2 separate regions of the Ovis aries genome follow, and region 2 is linked to region 1. A link is a contact called in public Hi-C data. All regions are on one chromosome and are shown on one strand. Each heading gives the region's core, a stretch centred on a gene start, on an enhancer-like site or on the middle of the called end of the contact. The rest is flanking DNA. Distances are from core to core; before and after follow the strand shown.

Region 1 (4,086 bases), core at 637-3,136:
TGCAGGAACTCACAGTGACAAAGGGCATTCTAGTTAAATCTGACTTTTATTGAAAATTCTGTGCTTACTGCTCAATCCAGCATGGCTCCTATGAGGACATGCAGTACCCAGACTCCATCTCGTCTTTGTCTCTTACCATTCATAGACATTTAGAGAATTCTCATTAAAATTACTTAGAGTGAAACAGAGAGACCATGTTATAAAATAAATCTGGTTAAATACACTTTGCTGTATTGCCTCATTTATGTGATGCATGGACCTAATTTTCTTCTCTTTGTGTCTTAACTATGTACATTAGGTGATGCTTGCCAATTAATGTAGGATATCACATCCCCGACTGCTTTCTCGAGCTTCTTAAACATTAAAAATAAATACGTGCCATCTGTCTCATTTCTTGAAAGCAATTCAAAATGGTTACTTTTGTTTGCTTAGGATTACAGCACAGTTTATAGCTTCAGTGTTTCTGAATTATAAGAAAGTTCTGTCTCCCTTTCTTAAACGTAACTTCATTTTAAGGTAAATCCATCAGGATGAGTGGAAGGCTCTGGTGAGACAGAAACTAGTGCCAGAGGGTGATTAAACCTTTGGTCTTTGGCATTTGAGAGACGTGGCCTGGATGCCAGGCCTGATGCGTCCTACTGAGCCACCTAGAAAAAGCAGCTTCATCTAGTGGTGCCTCAGTAGTCCTCACCTGTGAAATGGGGATAAAGTCTGCCATGTGAAGTACACTGGGAAATATATATGAAGTCACACACAGACACACATATATAACATATTCCCTCCCCAGTTCGTAGTTAAGACATAACAAATGGTAGATACTATCGCTTTCATCATCACCCAGTTTGACGAGGGGAATATTTCAAGTTGGGAAGGAAAGTTGTTAAAAAAAAAAAAGCCTAGCTTACCACAAGCCACAACTACTGAAGCCTGTGTATCTGAGAGTCTGTGCTCTGTAACAAGAGAAGCCGCCGTAGTGAGGAACTGTGGCACCACAACTAGAAAAAAGCCTTTGCGGTGGTGAAGACCCAGCACAGCCAAAGATAAAAAAATAAAATAATACATAGATGCAATTTTTTAAAACTTAGAGAAAAAAAATAGCTCATGGTGGCATAAGGTTAAAAACTAAGAAGGAAGTTACATAGGAAAGCTACGTTCTTTCTCCACAGCAATTAAAATATAAAAGTAAACAACCTGACTCCATCACCTCCCCCGCCCTCTGGGCACACAGGTCAGCTGGGAACCTGTGCCATGGGATTGGTGAGCTGGGAGAACTTAGAGGCTTTGGGCCTGCCGTGGCTACAATGGCTGTTTTCAAAGAGTTGTTTTTTGTTTTTGTTTTGAATTTTAAAAAATGGTATGTATTATGGCACCAAATGTCTAAATAACTTAACTGTAATTAAAGGGGCAAAGGGATATTTGAGAACGTTCCCCTTTCCATTCTAAGTCAGAGCAATTTTCTCAACAATACCGTCTACTGTGGCGTGAGAGAACTTTCTAGATCTGAGCGGAGCATTCCGAGGAGGGTGGACGTGTAATTTGAAGTCCACCCTATACTCACAGACCACAGAATTGCAGTGCTCTACAAAACGCTAGATACATGTGACTAAGCCCAAAATATTTCAGCAATAAGAAAGCTGAGGTCCAGTGTGGCTCAGCAAATTGTCCAAAAGCACACAGAACAGATCTTTTCTTTTAGCTAGGTTTCAACACTTTTGTTAAGCAGAGTGAAAATTTTTGTCCTTCTATAAATATCCTTGGTTTACAGCTGATTCCTTGCATGGCAGTTCTCCTAGCAGCCTTATTTGAACATAACTGGGCTGTTCGGCATAGTCCTCGCATGACAAAGTGGTCAAGTCTCGCTAGTAGTCGAGAATGCATTATCAAGCCTTTATTTAGCGCTACAGTCGGGGCAATCCAACTATTAGTCATCCTGACATGTGCTTTGAACACAACACACCCAAGAGTCCTGGCAAAAACTGCATCTGCTTCCTTCACCCTCCCACACCACACTCCTTTCGAATGGCTGATATTTTTACCGCAGTTCTAGAAAGAAAATTACTTAACATTCCTAATCTGGGGACGCACTTCAGCTTCTCCTCCCCAATTATCAAATTAAGAGGCAGCTTGTGTAAACCCTGCTCACGAGGCCAAATGTAGAACCGCTACAGACGCAGGGGGCCCTTCCTGCAACAACTAGAGAACTTCCCTAAACTAAGAACGAGCTTAAGCTCAATCTCTCGGAAATTTCCAGCATCCCACTGCCCCCTCTAGCAGGCACACACCAGTTCCACCCTGTCCCCACTAAGGAGCTTAACATGATCTGAACACAAACTCGTTTGCCACTCATCACACAGCAGGATTATGATCTCATGCTGGGAAATGTTTCTAGAAAACCAAAAGCTACCCTATTTTCAAAAAAAAAAAAATTTGCGTTGAATGAATCCCATCTGCCTAAAGGGAAAACAACAACAACAAAAAAATTGGTCTATCAGGTAAATAATCTTTCACCTCCTGCCCTATTTTGCTGGTCTGACCAGAGAAGGTGATGGTAGGGCAGGAGAGGTAAGGGAGGGTGTCCTGAAGGCCAGAGGGATGGCTCTGGGGCCTGCTGTCCCCACTGTGTCCTTTCCACCCTCTTGGGTGACAACCCAGCCAGGTGTTCAGGCCAGGTTGGGGGTGGCCCCCATCTCTGGAACAGGTGCCGAGGAGCATCTGACCTTGAACAGGTCCCCAGGAACATCGGAAGTGAACAGGAGGTGCTTGTTCCACGTTCCTCGTTCCTCGGAAGCCTCTGCAGTTTATTCCCAGGCTGGAGTGACAAGTGAAAGCACAGCCAGAGTTTCCTCCTGAGCCCCAAAGCCTGGTGGCCAGGCCCTGGAGAACCCAGTGCGCATCAGGGGACCAACCCCAGGCTCCTATTTCCACCTTTGCTGCCAGGACGGTGAGTGGGAGGGAGACAGGCAAGTGGCTGCTGGGGTTGCATAAGGAAGATTTCCCAAGGAGGAGCCCCGTGATTAATCTGGCAGGAATTTGTTTCAACACTCCCTCCCTCCACACCACCCCGCCACACACAAAACAGCCAGACTCAAGATGCTGATAAGAATTCTTTTATGTTATTCCAATAAAAAATACATTCATACAGAAATATAACAATCTTGCAAAAAACAATTTCAAATAAAATCTTGTAAAACAAAATTTTACAAAAATCTTACAAAGATTTTTTTTCAGATAACAGGGTGCTTCAAAATAAAAAGAAAGAAATTTCACTAATAGAAATTTTTTTTTAATGTCAAGCAAAAAGTTTCTGCTTGATTGAGGCTCAGTTATCACCTGAACAGAATTGTAATTCTTTATGTACTTGCTTATTATGAAAATTACAGGCATTGACATACATGGCACCCAGCCCCACCCAATCAAACCACTCCACGGTGTTTCATAAGTGAGACAAGCCAGTGCAAGTTTTTTATTTTTTGTCTTTTGTTTACCTTCTTGCTTAATGGAACTGTTATGGCTAAGCACACAGCAGGGCCAAAAAAGGAGTTTTTTTTTTTTTCCTCCAAAATCCAGCAAATCAAGTGTCTGGATTTGGAACTGCCAAAAGAAAAAAGTGCATTTTCCCCCTCAGCAAAATAATTTCTTTAGGTAAGTGTATCCATCAGCCCAGATTAAAAAAACAAAACAAACAAACCAGTTATATGAGCTTTTACCATTGCTCATTTTCAGGAAGATCAAACAAAATACCAGCCCAGCCAGACTTATGTGCATATATATATATATATATATAAATATATATAAAGAGAAGATCCACACCCTTGACCAGCAGCTGCATGGAGGATCAGCTGTCCATGCTGTGGTATGCCAATTCGGGGAAATTACTTGTTGGAAAAACTGGAAGAATCTATGTGCTGGAAAAAAAATAGCTTCATCTGCATAAAAAATGCTCTCAAAAAGAATCTCTGTGATTAGCTTACTTTTAGGTTAGATCTTCAATAAGGCTGACATTTGAAATCAAAACCTTAGTGTGTCTGAGACCAAACAACCAGCGGGCTAGTATTCCGTTCATGGCAGTTCTGAATGGCCAAGGGA
Region 2 (4,086 bases), core at 1,142-3,641, 150 kb before region 1:
AGCCAAGGTGGATGGAACCCACCCTAAGCATGTTTAAGCCAGCATGTCACATTTTCTGTCACTGAGCCTATTCTTAAACATCTCCTTAGTTTTTAGTAACAGTTTATTTACATCAGGTGGACATACTTGAGAAATGCTCCTTAGATTAAAATTTTAAGGTCAAAATGAGTAAAAACTAAACATTCAAAAACTTTTTTCAAAAGGTCACTTCAAATATAGGAATATTTGTTTCCTTCTTACTACTTTTTAGCACTAATAAAACCAGTACCCTCCTCCCTGCTTCTTTTTAAAATATTTATTACATGTCACACACTCACCTAATAACTTTGCACAAGTCCTGCCACAGAACCCAGCCACCTGTCTTTACTGACCCAGAATGCACACGGTGGCTGCGTGTGCTGGGGCATACACGCACACACACACAGCCACATGCTCGCACACAGGCACGTGTGCTCACACACTCTACGAGAAGGAGAGTGACAACGACAGGGACCACCCTGACGTGCACCCTGGAGGACAGATTTATACAACAGCAGTCTGGGATTTCTGGGAGTGAAACAAGCAGCAGAAAGAGCCACAGGGGAGCAAATGAGACGGCTGAGACACAGCAGTGAAGCAAAGGGTGGAAAACCAGGCTCCCCTGTCTCTGCCAGGAATGCACAGAGACCTGGAAACTGGCCGGGACAGACAGAGAAACTTGATGGGTCAGTGAGACGCCGCAGAGGCAGCTGCAGCAGGAATCTAGCCAAGAACAAAGACCACAGTGCCACGCTCCCTGATAAACATATGGCTTCAAATTCCCTATTTTTCTTCTTAGAATCTACCCTGTTCATCTGCCCTTTTTAAACTTTGTTTTCAGCACATTGTAAATCTGAAAAAAAAAAAAAAAAAAAACAAAAAAGGTAGTTTGCAATGACTTGGAAAAGCACCAAACCAGTAGTCAGCAGGGTTATTTCCCATGAGTATCTGTGCACATTTAAAACAAATAAAATTATATTACTATTCCTCACACTGAGGAGTAGATTTAAAAACAGGTAGTCTCTGCAGTGTATACACAAGTCAGGTCAAAATACAAGGTTTACGCATGAAACTTACAGAATGTTATAAACCAATGTTGTCCAAATAAACCGAAAATCAGGTGGCCTAGAGATGTGTAGAGAAGTCGTTTTCTGAGCCCCGTCTTTGAAGCAGCACGTGGCTGCATCCTCTCATCTCCAGGAGCAAGTGGCTGAGGTCCTCTCCGCCAAGCAGAGGAGAAGCGACACCGGGGCACCAGAGGCACCAGGCTGTGCCATCAGCGTACCGCCATGGGTGCCCTTGGCAGGGTGGGGTGAGGAGGAGTGGGAAAACCAGGAGCGGGGTGTGGGCAGCAGTAGGTAAGGGGCTGGCAGGCAGTGCAATGGAGATGGTCAGCACCCCCAGGTCAGCTGCATATGACTCTGGAGCCAAAGCAGACAGGGCAGACACTGGCCACACCTCCATGCCAGCCTGAACAAGGCATAGGAACCCACAACAGCTCATCTATGGTGCGTGCTCCCTACGAGGTGCTCTGCAAGGGGACAAGGACACTTAGATGTGGATGGAGAGAACGCCTCCCTCGCAGAAAGAGCCTCTGAGGCACGGTCAGCAGGAGGCGAGGAGGCTGGAGGAGGTACCCCAGTGTAGGTGACACCCTAGTCAAGGCCAGAGGCCAGGGAAAGTGAGTGTCCCAGGCAGGCTGGGACACCCCTGCACAGAACAGGAGGTAGGAGGATCAGAGCGGGACCAGGCTGTGCAGGAGCTCCATGCTGGACAGGAGTCAGCTGCTCTCCAGAGGCTAACCTGGACTGAAGAGGATGTTTAGAGCCAGAAAGGAACAAGATCAGTGTGTCCGATCCAGAACACTTAATTTAGCCCAGGAGCCCTGGGCCGCTCACGCTGTCGGGAATGAGCAGAGGGAATGGCAGGGGCCTGGCCCAACGTGGCCGCTGTGGAAGCGGCTCTTCCATCCTTGCTTATTTCACTTGTAAAAGAAAGCTCCTGCAATAACTATTTCCTTCACTCCAATTTTTCTTCTACCTGTCTGCTTGGGTTAGGCATTACATGGCTTGTAATGAGAACGGCAGAATGCCTTGTTCTTATTATGGTGATCTGAACAACAAATGCAGAATGAAACAACAAAACAGCCCAGACAATGAAAATAATTGTTAACCCATTTTACTAGCTCTGCAGCCAAATTATATTTTTATAGATTACAGTGCCGACAGAGGTAACTGTGCTCATGGGTTCCTTGCTAACAAGGTCACCAGCTTAATTTGAATATTTTCCACAGCAGCTGCCCTCACACCTAAAGAGGGAAGCGGCTCCAACTATGTAGGGCAAGCGGCCGGGAATGCTAATGAGTCTGACAGATTGGTTCAAAATAGAAGCATAAACCTTCAATTCATGAGGACATGACAGTTACGAAACCAAAGCCGAGGAGAAATAATCTGTGTTCAGGAATCCAACCCTGCCGCATTGCTTGAATTTCTGACATAGTTCTTGACCCAGGCTTGGCAAAATGCATGCACTGTAAATAGAAGGACAGGGGAAAGGTTACAAGAGACCGTATAATCCCATGACTGTGAGCTCGCTCTTAGAAGAATCAACAAAGAGTATATTGAAGACACTCTTCGTTTCCTTGTCTGTAACAGACTGACTGCAAGAGAACCAATGGCCAGCAATGCCATGCGCTACAGGACAAAGCTGAAATTCAGAATTCACAGTACAAGTGGCGTGAAGTGACAGAGACAATGAAAGTTTAACTTGAGGGTAACAACCAGTCATTGTTTACTCTTTTTTTTTTTTTAAAGTAGAGATGAGGTAAACTTTATTAGCACTTGTAAACAATCAACCTTCATTTTTTTTTAACGTTCCTTCCCCTCTCCTGTGGCTGTAACTTGTAATCCTAGTTACAGGAACTCAGTGCAGGTTAGAAAGCGCAGTCCCTGGGGCTGATGGGCAGGAACGGCCATCCCACCGGCACAGGAAGCACAGGTCCCTGAGGAGGCCCGGTCCAGCAAGAGAGGTCGTGGCGTCGCGGCTTCCAGACTCAACCTTCGAATGGCACCTTGGGGCACGGGGAAAACGCCACCAAACCCTGCAAACGTGCAGCGTGAATGCACGCCTTACACGAAAGCGGGTAACAGAGACTCGCAGAGGGGGGCTCCTGCAAAGTCTGACCCCTTGGGAAATGTTATCCAAAAGCTGATTCTCAAACCAACTCCCTAGCATTCAGAGGAAAAAGGAGTTTAAAGAAGTCACAGAAGTATGTAACAATGCTCTAGGTGACAGGTGCAGGTACAAAAGCCTCAGAGCCAGCCCGGTCCCTGGGTGGGCCATGAGTGGCACCCAGCTTACTGATAAGCACCCTGCTGTCCCCTGGAAGAAGGCAGGCCCTGGAGAAGTCCCGTGTGTCTTTCACAGCCTAGAGGTCTATGACGGGACAAATGGAGTTTATCACTGAAAGACCTCAGGGAAGAATAAAGAGATAAGCTATCCTAGAACACCAGTGATGATTTACCTAATTTGACAGCTTGAAATGTGTCCTAAAGAAAAGGGTAATGTGGCAATCTGGGAGTCGTTTGTGTTTAAGAAAAGCTAGATTATACCATCCAATTGGATTATATGATTTTACTAAGTATTTCAGGACCATCAAAAAGTCTCTTAGAGTTAAAATTTAAGTAAACTTAGCCTAAGTTTTGTACCAGGCTGAATATTTTATTTATAGAGGACTTTTTAAAAAATTGTAAGGCTCTTTTTTTTTTTTTTTTTTCTGATGTGGTACCAAGGGTATGAGGGTAAGGGTAAATGAACATACAGAAATTCTCTAACAATTTGTTTCAGCTTAACATTCAACAAGGGAGAGATTTGTTTCTCTGCAAATTTTAAGAGATTCAAATAGTGTCATTTATGTTCAGCTCAATTAAGCTACTGATCATTCCATTCTTTCAGCAATAAAGTGTCCTCAATCCATTATGACTTCAGAACAATAAAACAGCCTGGCTGTCCAGGCCTTCATCCACACTGTGCATGGTCCACACGAAGATTACTAACATGTGCCTGTAG

Evidence for each region. Hi-C and Micro-C count contacts between places; a contact is called where the count stands out from the background.
Region 2: a Hi-C map of tail adipose tissue shows a contact between it and region 1, with 4 times the contacts expected there. The contact joins two enhancer-like sites. A contact is called at or near these places in 2 of 16 Hi-C or Micro-C datasets (muscle and tail adipose tissue).

What each region holds. Positions count from the first base shown.
Region 1 is chr13:44,190,116-44,194,201 of ARS-UI_Ramb_v3.0, reverse strand. It overlaps KLF6 (KLF transcription factor 6), which reads right to left. Exons shown (of 4, transcript XM_012188639.4): 4 at 3,092-4,086. Among named protein-coding and RNA genes, the nearest start is that of KLF6, 9.8 kb to the right of the region's middle. Within about 2 kb of position 1,886, at least 27 of the 54 cell types and tissues checked have an H3K27ac peak or open chromatin away from gene starts, as enhancers often do. A contact at or near this core is called in tail adipose tissue, where this site is marked.
Region 2 is chr13:44,341,801-44,345,886 of ARS-UI_Ramb_v3.0, reverse strand. No RefSeq gene overlaps it. Among named protein-coding and RNA genes, the nearest start is that of KLF6, 160 kb to the right of the region's middle. Within about 2 kb of position 2,391, at least 17 of the 54 cell types and tissues checked have an H3K27ac peak or open chromatin away from gene starts, as enhancers often do. A contact at or near this core is called in tail adipose tissue, where this site is marked.